3 separate regions of the Sus scrofa genome follow, and all the other regions are linked to region 1. The links are chromatin contacts, called in public HiChIP or PLAC-seq maps. All regions are on one chromosome and are shown on one strand. The core of a region is the stretch at or near the end of the contact, and the rest is flanking DNA. Distances in the headings are between cores, read along the strand shown. Region 1 holds the start of PICALM (phosphatidylinositol binding clathrin assembly protein). Region 2 holds the start of EED (polycomb protein EED). Region 3 holds the start of HIKESHI (protein Hikeshi).

Region 1 (4,999 bases), core at 199-2,698:
TTTCAGATCAAAACTCCACTAAGTCAAAGCTTGAGTAATCACTGATCTTTGTACCTTGAGGTAAAGGAGTGTTATGAAAAAGGAGGATATTACAGGTGGCTTCCAGGTTTGGAAAAAGTTGGGAGGAGTTAGCTCTACTAATGGTATATACAAGTTAGTGAATGGTGTAATACCATGCCGTGTAAGAAAAGCTAGTCCTCCAAAAGATAACCAGCATAAATTAAAACGGAGTCCAAACTCAAGCCTCACCAAGTATCTTTTCACCAGTTTTTAAAAAGATGTACGTTATCTGTAGGTCAGATTATTAAAATAGTAGACTATCATAAATGCCAATAGTCTACTCTTCCGCTCAAGTTTCTACATTCAAACCGTCAGGTTTAACAGCTCTAGGAGATGACAGCAAAAATCAGCAAACCCTTTTCCATATACCCATTAGAAAGAAAGGGGGCGAGGGAGGTGCCTGACACAACTTATCCTAGTCAAAAGCATGGAAAACACAAAGATTAAATTCCACTAGAGGTGACTTAAAAATGCCAACGTTCCACAAAGCTTTTCCTACCCCAACGGAATCCCTTTACATCCACCCCCCCTTGAAGAAAAGTGGTCTGGGATAAAAGTCGGGCATTGACCATGATATTTCAAATGGGACGACGGAACCTAACGGAAGCTACAGAGGCAAAGAAAGGTAACCCAAGGCGGGGGGGGGGGGGGGAGGGAGGTGGATGAGAAACCCGGGAAGGACAGGGACAGAGGCGGATAGTGGGAATCGCTTCAAAGGAGGCAGCCCTCAGAGCGGCAGAGAAACTGGGATCCGGGTCCACCGAACCCGGCGTTCACGGAAACCCGAAGGCGGCTCGTAGGGAAACAATAGGGCGGTGAGACGGAGAGCAAGCGGGGAGACGCACGGGAGAGGGCGGCTAGGCAGCACCGGACGGGTGGGATGAAAGAGCAGAAGGCTGCAGGAGAGAGATAGAGGCCGGGAGGTGGGGAGCCAGAGGGAGAGGCAAGTTGGTCGGTGGTGAGAGGGTATCGCGGCGCACCGGGCAGGGAAGCGAGGGTCCCCGAGGAACCCGGAGGGGAGTGGCTTGTCAGGGATTCTTAGACAGGGAACGGAAGCCGTGAAGGCAGGTGTGATGGAAGCAAAAAGAACACAGCTCGGACGCGCACAGGACCCGCCGAGCCGGATGAGACGCAGGGAGGTGAGAGGCAGCTGAAGAAGAAAAGAGATGAGAAGAAAGACAGACGCGGGTCGCGGGGGGCCGTGGTCGGCTTCACTCACAGTCCAGGTGCTTTTTCTTGGGCCCCATGATCTCGTGGGTCGTGGCCTTGCATACTGTCTTGGATACGGCAGAGCCGGTGACACTGTGCTGGGCGGCGGTGATTCGGTCCGTCAAGCTCTGGCCGGACATCTCTGCGGCTCCTCCGCCACCCCTCCCGCTCGGCAGCCGGCGGGGACTGGGACCCCCAAGCGCCGGAGGACCCCCACCCCCCCACCGCACCCCCTACCCCCACCGGCTCCTTCTCCGCCTGCCGGCCTGGGGCGGGGCTCAGGGCCGCTTGCTGCCACCCAGCCAGGCAAGAACCGGCTCTTGTCACCCGCGGGGTCAGGCACGGTGTCGGGCACTCCCCTGCCCCCGCCTCAGCTCAGCCCACCCCTTCCCTGGTCAGCTGGAGCCGGGCAGGGCAAGAGGGACAGGCAGCTGCAGGAAAATGGCGGCGCCAGGCTCCTCCTCGGAGCTTTCCGGGCTGCCCGGGTCACGTGACTCGGGCGCCGCCCCGCCTTCTCCTTCTCCCGCCCCTTTTCCCTTCTCTTTCCTCTTCGACGCCCGCCCTCCCTCGCTCGGCGAGGGAAGAGCGGGGCGGCGCCCGCGCGTTACGTGATGGAACCCGCCCGGCGGGCGCAACAGGAGGCCCTCCCGGGCGGAGTGCGGCGGCCCGCCGCGTCACGTGACGTTCCCTGCCAACAGGTCGCCCGAGGCCGGTCTCGCGGGGGTCACAGAGGGGGGCGGGGCGACGCGGGGGAGGGGCGGCGAGTCCGGCGCGCTGGGGAGGCACGTATGGCTTCTTCCCGCTCCCATCCCAAGGGTATCCTAGTGTCTGCGGTTGGAACCAACGTCTTGACAAAGAGGAGATGCAGCTGACTTCGCAGCTCCCGCTGAGGAAAGGGGTGTCAGAGCTCCCCGGGCGTTCCTAGCGGGATCCAGAATGTGTTTAGGGATGCCCCCAAAGCCAGCCTCCAGGCTTGAAGGAGAAGGTCTCCGCTGGCCCACTCTCAGAACCTGCCACCAGGCCTCTCCCTGCTGTGGATATCGAAGCTGTCCCTGCTTATTTACCCCCAGAAGGGTTGGGCTTTTTCCCCTTTTTCTTGAGAGGTTTGGCATTGTCACCTGTATTTGTTTATCCCTTCTCTGAAAACTGCCAGTCTAAATTTGGATACCAGTGAGCCAGTATTGTTCCTCTAGGGTGTCAAATAGGACAGGAAACACATAGCTGCACTGGAATTTGAAAAGGGAAGTAGTAGGATGATGTCAACAAAGATTAGCTTGACCCTACAAGGCTGACTGCTGTGGTGATTAAAGGTTCAGACCATAGAAGGAAGTGAGAGGGTGGTAAATGGAGAAGTCCCTTTCAGAGAACCCAGACATCACTACCTGCCATCTCCCCTGGTTTGGTCTTTGTTCTCTTTGGCCTCTTTTTTCTCCGTGTAAACCAGATTTCCAGTGAAAGAAGACACTGACCCTGTCCTGTGGGCATTTTAGAGGAATCGTTATATCCTGTGGCTCTGTTCAAGAAGATCCAGATCTATTAACAAAGTCTTTTTAAATGTTATTAGGGCCCCACTTTCAACACAAGTTTAAAGATAAATTTTTAAGTCTCCATGAATATTAAATTACCGTAATAGTCCTATGTACTCTTGCTAGTTTTGAATGAAATGCTAACATACTCAGTCTGTGTACACCATCTGCCAGCCAGTCCAAAACACTGTGCTTCAATCTGGTGACTCTCAAAAGATGCAAAGCTAATAGATAGTTAACATTTTATGTAGCATCGTGAATTTTGTGGTCTCCTCCCATTCCCTTTACCCCCCTTTTTTTTTTCACTATGGCTGATGAAATTCTGCAGCAACATGTTTTTGCCAAGGACATAAAGTGCTTAAACCAGCAGGCTTCATCTTTGTCAAGTCAGCCCCAAATTTCTGAAAACTGTAATGACTTCCTTCAGTGCATCTGCAATCCATCTGTGGTTTGGTGCCCAGTTTGCTGCCCTTTGTCTATTGGGCAGTGGAGTTATCCAATTCTCAAGACATCTTGTCAGCCATACTTGCTGTGCTTCTATGAGTTCCACTTAATAAGTTACAGGTTGGCCTGAGCTTCACTGCTAAAACTCTCTAAGGTCCCCAGGACCATGGCATCTAGCTATCATCACTAGCTACATATTTCATCCTTAGGGAAAATGTAAAAGTTATTCCTAAACACGCACCACGCAACTTGTATTTTTTGCACTACTGCGAATGAATTTCTAGGAAAGTATTTCACTGTTACTTTTGCCAAAGGGGTTCTTACAAGCCACCTTTATTCAAATAACTGTGGACATGTTCACCTTATTAATAAACTAGTTTCTATTGGAAATATCACTACTTTTTTCAAGGGTATATTTTAGAAGTATCTAAATATGTCAACAATTAGTGATCATTATAGAGGTTTATGTATAATTGTGAACTAAGATATGAAGAAATTTAGATGATGGGGAAGTGTTCTAAGGATAGAAATTACTGACTTACCCTATTTTATATGCTTAAGTTTTCTTTGTGTTCTACTTTACTTGGTGTATTCAAGAAATATCTTCCCCTGAAATCCCACAGATGCCTTAAACTATGGCCAAAACTAAACTTCTCTTCTCCTTGCCTGTTTTACATCCTGAATCCATACTGAACTTCTTTATTCCTTGTTCTATAATGTCTTCATTACCTGCCTAGAAGTCCAAGTCAGAAAACTGTGACTCATTCTTAGCTCTCCTTCTTCTCATCCAGCCTAATATCCCTCCAACCCATCTTCTCTCTAACATCAACCTTTCTTGCCTTAGTCCAGCCTTTACACTCTCTTTCCAGTGTAGACTATTCTAATAACTACTTACCTGATATCTCTGTCTCTCATACCTCAATCCTCCACTGCAGATCTTTCTGAACCTAAAATATGATCATCTTCTCATTAAAACCCTTTTGTAGCACCCTATCACTAGTCTAGAGGATGAAATTCAGGACTCTAGCCTGGCATACAGGCCCTTTATGATCAGTAGCCCTCACTTAACTGCTGCTCATTGAGCCTCATCTCTACCCAGTCCCCCACATGCACTACAGCCAGTATCACACTACTGGCCATACTTAAATGTGTCATGCAGTTAGCAGTTTCCTTTTGTTACTCATGTAGTATCTTATACATCCTTCTTGTATCTAATTATTTTAATTATTTAATTGCACTAGCAGGGATGGGTGCTGATGGAAATATCTTCTTGCTAGTATTGTGGCTGATGCATAGTAGACACACAAATGCTAGTTGAATGAATGAATGAAAACACGCCAAAGTCACCCATTTGGAAACACCACTCCAAACCTCTCATTTAACAAAACCTGCCCATTTTCTTCACACTTAGAGCATGGGCAGATTATGGGCCATGGTTATGGATAATGGTCTGCAGATAAACATAATTATGTCCATCCCATCATTAGCCATATGGAGCATCATCCTTATTTCAGTACTTCATTAATTCATTCACCCTTTCAAAAAATAGATATTGAATGCCTAGTGTGTGTCAGGCGTTGTTCTAAGTGCTAAATACTGTTCTAACAGTGAATCCATGAGTCCTTTGAGAACTAATCAGCTCAACTTTGATCACCAACTTGAAAGCCTATGTGCTTTAATTACAAATGAACAGAAGCAAAAAGAGAAGGAAAAACTTGAATAGTACATGATATTTCCTAGGCTCTGCAAAATAAAAAGTA
Region 2 (5,099 bases), core at 504-3,003, 180 kb after region 1:
GACAGCAGGGCCTATAGAATAAACTGAAAACAGCCAAATTAACAGGAAAAAGGTATACAAATTGACTCATTTTTAGTATTATATGCACAGGGCCATTGAGGGGGAAAAAATGAATATCCCCCAAAAGCAATAATCTTTGATAGCTGATACCATCTCAACAGGAGAAGGGGTAAGGGGACATATGCTGCTTAGGGGAGAGTAAGTCATTTTTTGGAAAGATGAATGAGCCCTTCGAATAGATGGGAGATGATGGCAGTTCATGACAAAGTTTGTCTGAGGGTGGTGTCAACTTCTGACTTGTAACTTCCTCTTCTGTGATAAGAGCCAACCTTTCCCTGGCTGACCCAACCCCTGGGGAAGGGATTCGTGACAGTTCAGTTCCTTTTGGAGGATCTGTCTTTAGGGAGATGAGTGGGACTCAAAGAAATCTGTTTTTCAAGTACCTTCAGCTCAAAATAATATACCAAAGCAGCATATTGCATGTGGCATGTCCTGCACTCCGTCCCCACCCCTACCCACCACTCCGCTCCATGATTATAAATCTCCACCTAATCCTGCTGTATTCAGAGTTGAGCCCAATTTCTTTCTCCTCCTGTGACGGTCTTGACACTTATTACAACAGTCCTAAATGAAGTTCTTTTCTGTTCTCACAAGTGTCAGAATAATTTTTGTCTTTTTAGGGTCGCACCCGTGGCATATGGAGGTTCCCAGGCTAGGGGTCAAATCAGAGCTGCAGCCGCTGGCCTACACCACAGCCACAACAACACCACATCTGAGCCTCACCTGTGACCTATACCACAGCTCATGGCAACACCGGATCTTTAACCCACTGAGTGAGGCCAGGTATCACACCTGCATCCTCATGGATACTAGTCAGATTCATTTCCTACTGAGCCACAAGGGGAACTCCAGAATAATTTTTAACATTAGCAATAATGAATAAAACCAATTTCCATATATTATCCCTGACTCATCAGACACATTTAAAAGATATCTCTCCAAGTTTTAATAAAACTCTTTAAAAATATTTTCGCGTTTTGGGTAACATGAAGGCCGAAAGGCATTTTCCTTCCATATGTGTCCTTTACCCAAATGTTCAGCAATTTTCTAATTTTATGACTATAAGTGATTTCCACTTTCCAGCTCCCATTGATTCCCAAATACACAGAGTAATTTGGATTAGAAATGCCTTAGCTCATTATCCTTTTTTTTTTTTGGTAGAGCTATATTTCATAAACATCCTTCTCAAGAGACAAGCGGGGTATGTTTGTTTCTGCGCATGAAAATGTCATGCCAAACCACATCTTAGTTTCTCAGTGGTTGACTCTATACCAGTTTCATCTCTCTCTCTCTCACCAACTGAGTGCTTAGTAGTGCCTGGAATGTTAGGATTTCAACAAATAAATGCAATTACTATTATTAAGATATGGACTTTAATTTTTCAGCCTCATTTTTGTCTTCATTGCAAAAAAAAAAACTTATTCTGCCTTGCTTTTTGCTTTACCTTTTCTCATTCTCAACAGAATCCTCTCCCTATCTCCAAAAGAAAGAGTGATTTGCAATCCGCAGTTAATGAAACAGATAATATTCTCTATGTTAAAGCATCATGCAAAAGTAGTTCAAGTACACTAGAATTTAATAGATGGGGCACTCTCAACTGTTTATCCAACAGGCTATGTAATGAGGTTTAAAAGAGGAAAAAACATATAATATCACGCACCTTTCTTTTTTTTTTTTCTTTGTTGTTCAGTTATGTGGCTTAATGACCCATCTAACAAATTCACCAGGATCACCAATTTATTTAGCATCTGTCAAGCGCCCAGATTTTGATGAAATCTAACAGTTTTGTGGCCTGCACCTAAAATTTTATTGTATCGGATTTGCCGTCACTTAAGTCTCACAGTTTCAAACAAAGTTGGAGATGACCATTGATTTTTGGGCCTTGGCATTGTCCAGGGCCTTGATAACCCTTTAACAGTTAAAGGAGTACTTTGAGCTGTAACTCACTGGAGTCTAGGATATTATAGTTTTAGGATATTCTTACTTAAACTCTTCTCAATAGTAGCACCAATTGGACGAGGATAATCATTCATCGTAATAAATATTCACCAGAATAAATATTCATCAAAAAAAATTATGACGCATTCAGGGACTACGATTTGGTACCGCTTTGAAATCCATCTTAGGCTACGGAAACCCGGTGGAAGACTACCTGGTTCAGCAAAGACTTCGAAGAGGCGGGGCTTGGAGGAGGCGGGTCCGGACAACCAAGCGCGAGAATACGCCCCAGCGCATGCGCACCTATGAGCGGGTAACTTCCATTTGTTAGGCAGGGGAGGCAAGTGAGAAACAGTCTACAGTTTTAAATTTCTATTCTCACCCGAAAATGAGATTGTGAACAGGTCCATGAACAATTTGAGAGCGTTAGCCTCTGAGGTTAAGGTTATGGACACTTGCCATATACCCCTAAATCAAGAGGTGACTTCTCATCTCTTCCCCCGTCCCCTAGGATATTGGTGGTCTAGTCCATTCCACAGACTTTCGAGTCCTTGCAGCGGGTCGGGGATCGAAGGATTGGGCCAATTGCGACTGAAACGTCTTTGGAAAGAGGAAGGGGGTGAGGGGGCATCCTTCTGAGTTCCGCCTCTCTTTTTTCGACGCGGTCGTGGGGAAGGGGAACGTACGAAATACTGCCCTTGAAAGCCAACGGATCACACCTCTCCGTGCAAACTGCCGGGAGGGCGGCGGGAAAAGGGCAAGACGGGAGTGGGTAAAGGGAAGGATCCAGGAAGCCGCGCGGGAGGGCGCGCGCGCGCGCGCCCCTTTTTCAGCAGTGTGGCGGGGTCGCACGCACGCCCGCCTCGGCGGCTGGGCGCGGTTTGCGACAGTGGGGGGAGCGGTGGAGGTGGCGGCGGCAGTGGCAACTTTGCGGCAAGCTCCGGCCGGGCTTGCTTGACGGCGGTGTGGCGGAGGCCCCGCCCTAGGCGGCAGGAACCTGGAGGGAGGCGGAGGAATATGTCCGAGAGGGAAGTGTCGACAGCGCCGGCGGGAACAGACATGCCTGCGGCCAAGAAGCAGAAGCTGAGCAGCGACGAGAACAGCAACCCGGACCTCTCTGGAGACGAGAATGTGAGTGCAGTTCTGAGCAGTTCAGATGGGACTCCGGAGTGAAAGTTTTAAATTCTTTTTAAACTGTAGGCGTGGGGGCGGGCTGGTGGCTGTGGGGGGAGGGAGAGGTGTCACACTCTACTCAGGAAAACGCGGGCGTGGAGGAGAAAATCGAACTTGTTTCTAAGGGGGTTTTGAGCTGAGGCCGAGAGTGAACGGAAACTTGGCGAAGGAGAGTGGTTTAAGAGAGCGAGATGGCAGAGGGTCAGAGGGGTCTGGGTCCTTTTGAGAGGATGGGGAGTGTTCGGGCCTTTGGGAGATTTTGTCCGAGTGCAGAGCTGAGACTCTAGTAGTTTAAAAGGCAAGTTAGAGGCTTTTCTAAGAAAGTTGGAAGGAGGGGCTAGCGTGTTATGGACTTTTAAAATGGAATTTAGGGACCGTGTCACTCTTAGAGCCTTCTGACTGTCCAGGATGGGAGGAGTAGATCTTAGACCTAAGACGTTTAGACGACTCTTTTAAAGGGGCATTTGTGTCTGCTCTTATCTTGTCCATGGATAAGGGGTGCGCCTGACAGTCGGATTCTTCTCAGGAGGAGAATTGAGAGGGTCGTCTACTGACTTGGAGGAGGAAACGATCCTTGAGGAAGGAATGAGAAGGGAGTTACTCTCTTTTAAGTTTTCACTAAGATAAAGGGGACGACCCCTGGAAGATTTTAGGCCAACTGCGGTTAGATCCTTTTAAGTAGGGGCTCATGGCCTCGCATGTGCAAGGTATTTTGGAATTAGATTTTTTTTTTTAAACTCTAAAGTGGATCTTGGTAATACTCTAGTCCGTCCCAACAGTTGACCCCATTGTATTTAGGTGAGACTCCGGTAACAACCGAATCGACGTTAATTTTCAGCTTCAGGTTTTAAGTGTATATCCATTAAGGTCAGCAAAATGTCTTGACTTAAAGACGGTACTCTAAAATGTGAACCTTCCGGGGAAAAACATCTGATCATCTTTTTAAAAATCTTCAAAATATTGTAGAAGGGTGGATTAAGTTCTTCGTTTTCTCAGTTTGGCCAGTTTTTAAGGATAAATGTTATTTCTTATACACCCAGTTCCTAAATTCTACATCATTACCTCATCGACTGAAGCATATATATGGTACGGTGTCACGACCAAAATTTTCACTGAACAGATGGGAAAGAATCCTTTTTGCAAATAGAAGAAAGATATTTGGGGATTTGGACTTGAAGTTTCTGGAAGGCTTAGGTGCTGAATGTTACTTTAAATCTGTTTTTGTTTCCTGTTTGTGCTTCCAGTCTTAGGTATTGGGACCTAACATTTTGACCCTCTTCATTCCATCCCATGGAGCCTGTTTTATTTTCATCTTTTCTTAAATTTTTCTAGGCAGACTAGGTTAGTGACTAGAAGCACAACTGGATCCAAGTGTTAGATTACAACCCCCTGTCTACTACTTACTGGTTGCTTGACCTTGAGCAAGATATTTGACCTAGTTGCCTCACATTCTTGAAAATGGGGATAATAACAGTGTTGATTTCATGGGGTATTTGTGAGGATAAATGAGATAATATAGGTAAAGTATTTTTTTAAAAGAGTGCCTGCCCCCTAATAAGTACTGTACAAGTGTTTTTAATTACTATTACTTATTTTGTAATCATATAGTCTGGACTTAGCTTTCTGGTCCTTAGGCATATTCATCAGGCAGAAATGTAATGAAAATGTCAGTAACCTATTTAGACTGAGGAAAATTTCAGGGCACCAAAAACATTGAAAGAATATTTTCTTTTTACAGACCCTAAAGAGGAGTATATTTTTTGATGTATACTAAAACTATTTAGAAGTAGATGATTGGATTAAGCTTTTGTGTTTTGAATAGGGACTTTTAACCTTTTTTGTGCTTTGGACACGGTAATGAATCCTATGAAACCATCTCAGAATAGTATTTTCAGATGTATAGAATACAATATATAAGGTTACAAACA
Region 3 (4,423 bases), core at 697-3,196, 230 kb after region 1:
GGAGACAACACCTGGAGACAGCATCTGATCCCACAGGTTAAGGGCTGAGTCCCACAAGACTGCCCCCGTTCAGATGCCAATTGCAAGTAATTAAGTGCCTGGGTTACCCACAACTTTTGTCCAACATGGCTATAAACTGGAGGTTTCCATAACCTCCTCCCCTTCAATTTGATTATTGGATAGAACAACTCACAGAACTCCGTTTATTAAAGGATATGGTAAAGGATAAAGATGAAGAACCTGAACAACCAGATGAACAGATACACAGGGAAAGTCTGGGAGTGTAGGAGCATCTGCCTAGTGGAGTTGGGGTGTGTAATCTTCCTGGTATGTGGATGGGTTCACCAGCCTGGAAGCTCTCCAAACTCCATACTACTGGGATTTTATTAAGTCTTCCTCATGTAGGTGTGATCAATTGACCCCATTTCCGGCCTTTCTCCCCTCTCTATAGAATGGGAGGAGGGGCTGAAAATTCCAAGCTTCTAATCAGGCTTTATCTACCTGGAGACCAGACCACATCTAAGAACCCATCCAGAGTCCCCTCACAAAACAAAAGATGCTTCCAATGCACCTATCACTTGGGAATTGACAAGATTTTCAGGAGCCCAGTGTCAGAAACAGGAGGCAGAGACCAACATATTTATTTATTGTTTTCCATGGTACAAGGTGAGCGTGAAGACATGAAAAGTTGGGAAAAGTAGTAATGCCAATACTAACATTTTATTAAGCAACATTCTGGTTACTATTTAGTAGTTTACATGTTACCTTCATAACAACCCCATTTTACAGATGCCAAAAAAGAAGGCATGGTAGTGTTAGGTTAACTGGCCTAAAAGATTATACAGCTAATAAATGATAGAGACAGGCTCTGAATCCAGGGAGTTTGTCTGCCCTTCTGAAAATGGTGTCATAACGAATGGCCTTTTTATTCTGAAGATTCCGGGAATTCTTAGGTAGAAAGTTGGAGACAGTGACAGAAAGATCCTTTTCTATCTATTTGCCGTTGGCTTGGCTACCTCAAAGGAAAATCTAAGTTTATGGAGCTAAAATGGAAACCAGAGGACTGTTTCAAATACTCTGATCCTCCACATTACCTGAGCAAGTGGACTAAGTTCAGATATTTCAAGTTGGGCAGACCTTCACCGAGGGGGTATCTTACCTTCCTATCCAGAGGAAAGGGAACTGGAGCTGTGAAATGGAGAACGAGTGTTGTTGGTAGTCAGTACTTGATGCCAGTTCCTCTGGCTATTAACTTTTTTCTGCAAATGCACAGAGAAAAGAAAAAAGGCATTTTACAATAAAACGGCCATTAGCTAAGTACTGCCAGGTTCTAAGTGGTTATTTATAAATTTACTTAACCCTCACAGCAACCGTAGGAGACAAGCAAAATTATTATTCTTATTTAACAAATGGCATCATTAAAGCACAATTATTATAGAACTTGCTTACAGCCCCCCCCCCCAAACAAGTATATGGAGGAGGTAAGTCGGGCTGGAAAAAAGTACAATGAAATTGTAAATAAGTACACAACATATGATTAAGAATTAGTACTTTTCAGCTACCGTGTAGCAGAAGAAACTCGGACTTGAACCAGGACTTGGATTCAAGCTCCATCCCTGAGTCTAAGTGTAAAAATTTGGGGCTGGTCACTGCGGGCAATTTTCTCACCTACAAAACGCAAGACAATAATTCCTACCTCATAGGGTTTTTGTAAGGATCTAGCGTTTGTAAAAGCGCACTGTAATCTCTAAAATGTTAAACAAACGTGAAAAACAACTCCACTCTGCTTCGGACTCGTAAATTTGGGACGCGGTCAATCAACCCTAACAGGCAAATGCTCCGCTCTCCTTCCCGGAAGCCGGCGCAAGGCCCTCTGGGACTTGTAGTCTTATATGGGAGCTGGCGCTCCTTTCTCATTTGGGGAGGGGAGCAGCTGCATGTAAGCCCCGGAAGTACTTGTCGCTAGAGAGGCGCTCTGGTTAGGAGGGGAGGTCAGAGGTCGCGGGGGTAGAAGGCGTTCCTGCCGCTGGCCTAGTCGTTATGTAGTGGAGGGGTAGGCGCCCTCCTCCATGTTCTGGAAGGTTCTTGGTCTCGACTAGGGCAGAAGCCCCAGGACTTCTAGTCCCCGGCTTCGGGTCCCTGCCGGCTGAGCGGAGCCGCCGCCGCCATGTTTGGCTGCTTGGTGGCGGGGAGGCTGGTGAGGATGGGGTCGGGTGGTCTCAGGAAGCGGGCAGCACCCCGAGGGTGAGGCCCCGGGAAGGCAGGGTGCGCCGGTGCTAGGGGTGCGGGGGAAACCCCCTCACGTCTGCTTTCCAGCTGAGCATGGGGGTGGGGAGTGGGACGCTGGGGTGTTCGCTGTCTTTGCCCCCAGCGCTTTTCAGAGTCGTTTTATTAGTAGGCACATCTTTAGGTGCCATTTAGCGAGGGTGCATTATCTGAGCAATGCATGACTTTTGTCCACTTCTCATCATCTCAGCCTTCTCTGTAGCGCTAATTTGGTACCGCAGACTTAACCAAAGCTCCTGAAATGGTTACCATTTTCATGTTGTAGTTGAAGAACTTAAGCTTTGTTGGTAGTATAAAGATTTCGCCTGAGCTCATAAATGAGTTGCAGTAAATCTGAACCTAATTTGTAGCGTCCTGTTTGTATCGAAGATTAAGGTGTTTGGGTAATGTACAACTGCTGAATCTTTTTAGAAGGGACTTAATAAAAATATTCTTAAGGTAGTTGGAAGTTGGCAGCTAGAAACTTATGAAACTTAAGCGTGAGCCTACCTGAGATGACCCCAGAAGGATTTGAGCCGCGAGTGTCCTTATTGGTGGCTTAAAAAAACCCCACCTTAATGCATTGTTAGAATTAAATGAGATAAATACCTGGAATTGTTCAGGAATAATCGGGAGGATGAATCTTGCTTGCCTCCTTAGAAACCACTCAGAAATCCATTTCAGACCCGATTTCTTTCACCTAGAATGTTTTTTTTCCCCTCCCTGCTTTATTAAATATTGTAGCTCCTTTGTTGAATTGTTAAGGTTTTCATCAATTTCTGGCAATATGTTGTGAACACAGTACTGAGGAATCACAGAGATAAATTAGAGGTGGCTGTCAGAAAATCTGTCTCTGGAGTGACTGGGAGACCCCTTTTGGTGATGGTGGTAATTGTTAAAACTGGTGAGATGACTTTGGATTGCCCCTGCTCTTGATAGGAGAGATGAAATGACTAGCCTGGGATTGAGTCTGGGACTGGGATGAATTTCATTAGTCAGTGATATTTGAAATGTGTCTTTTTCTAAAGAGTTGAACTAATTTGGAATCCATGTTATCAACTAATTTGGAAGGACTAGGAATACCTGTGTCTATTTAGCTAACACCTGATCTCTGTAATGGATATCCAGTGGCAAGATTTTTTTGACGGTCTTTGACTCTTTAATTGTGAAGTTATTAGAAGAGACCTAGCGGTATCTCAACTCTTTAACTACATTACTCTCTTACTTTCTAAAGTTATGAACTCAGTTTTCTTTCCTGAAAATTTTTAAGTAAAAGTGAAACCTTTTTCCCGAGGTTTGAGGATTAGAGTGTAATAACACAGATTAACAGAATGGTGCCTTTGATAGGGTTGACATTTAAGAAATATTTATTTTGCCTGATGATTATTTCAAGACTTGTAATTACCGTAATTTTACATGCCTTTTAAGATTTATGTGCATGGCAAAAACTGGTAAGATTGAATTTAATACTAATACACACCATTTGGTTTATGTTCTTCCTTTGTTTTTTTTCTCTGTGTTTAAACCGAAGGGTCACTGCTGTGAGCTGTGGTGTAGGTCTGAGCTGTGGTGTAGGTCGCAGACGAGGCTCAGATCAGATCCCGCGTTGCTGTGGCTGTGACCTAGGCCTGCGGCTACAGCCCAATTTGACCCCTAGCCTGGGAACCTCCATATGCAGCAGGAAGCGGCCCTAGAAAAGGCAAAAAGACAAAAATAAATAAATAAAAAATAAACCCAAGGGTTTAATGATTTGGGGGTTACAAGTATATTTTAGGACTCAACAAATGAGGATTGACTGTAATTACTTCTGGATTGCTTACCTATTTTAATTACCTGAGATTCTTTACCCTCAAACTAGAAGATAAGGCTTTGGTGGTATAGTGTTTTGAACAGCCTTTCACCTTTTTATTACTCAATGAATTTATTACCTTTATAGTTGTACAATGGTCGTCACAATCCAGTTTTATAGGATTTCCATCCCACAACCCCAGTGCATCTCCCCACCCCCCAAATTGTCTCCTCTGGAGACTGTAAGTTTTTCAATGTCTGTGAGTCAGCATCTGTTCTGCAAAGAAGTTCAGTCCGTCCTTTTTTCTCATTCCACATGTCAGTGAAAGCATTTGATGTTGGTGTCTCATTGTATGGCTGACTTCACTTA

The links. HiChIP or PLAC-seq counts read pairs in DNA pulled down with a chosen protein or histone mark.
Region 2: a contact with region 1 is called in an H3K27ac HiChIP or PLAC-seq map of alveolar macrophages. The contact joins the promoter of EED here to the promoter of PICALM in region 1. A contact is called at or near these places in 1 of 5 promoter capture datasets (liver), 3 of 47 Hi-C or Micro-C datasets (brain, heart right ventricle and liver) and 2 of 2 datasets of contacts at active chromatin or transcription factors (alveolar macrophages and skeletal muscle).
Region 3: a contact with region 1 is called in an H3K27ac HiChIP or PLAC-seq map of skeletal muscle. The contact joins the promoter of HIKESHI here to the promoter of PICALM in region 1. A contact is called at or near these places in 2 of 2 datasets of contacts at active chromatin or transcription factors (alveolar macrophages and skeletal muscle).

What each region holds. Positions count from the first base shown.
Region 1 is chr9:19,945,466-19,950,464 of Sscrofa11.1, forward strand. PICALM (phosphatidylinositol binding clathrin assembly protein) reads right to left here and starts at 1,449. Exons shown (of 21, transcript NM_001246270.1): 1 at 1,280-1,449. The coding sequence starts at 1,409.
Region 2 is chr9:20,121,324-20,126,422 of Sscrofa11.1, forward strand. EED (polycomb protein EED) reads left to right here and starts at 1,754. Exons shown (of 12, transcript XM_013979229.2): 1 at 1,754-3,129. The coding sequence starts at 3,016.
Region 3 is chr9:20,179,241-20,183,663 of Sscrofa11.1, forward strand. HIKESHI (protein Hikeshi) reads left to right here and starts at 1,947. Exons shown (of 5, transcript XM_013979233.2): 1 at 1,947-2,197. The coding sequence starts at 2,168. It overlaps LOC106504836 (a long non-coding RNA gene), which reads right to left and starts at 1,865. Exons shown (of 4, transcript XR_001298678.2): 1 at 1,697-1,865; 2 at 1,160-1,259.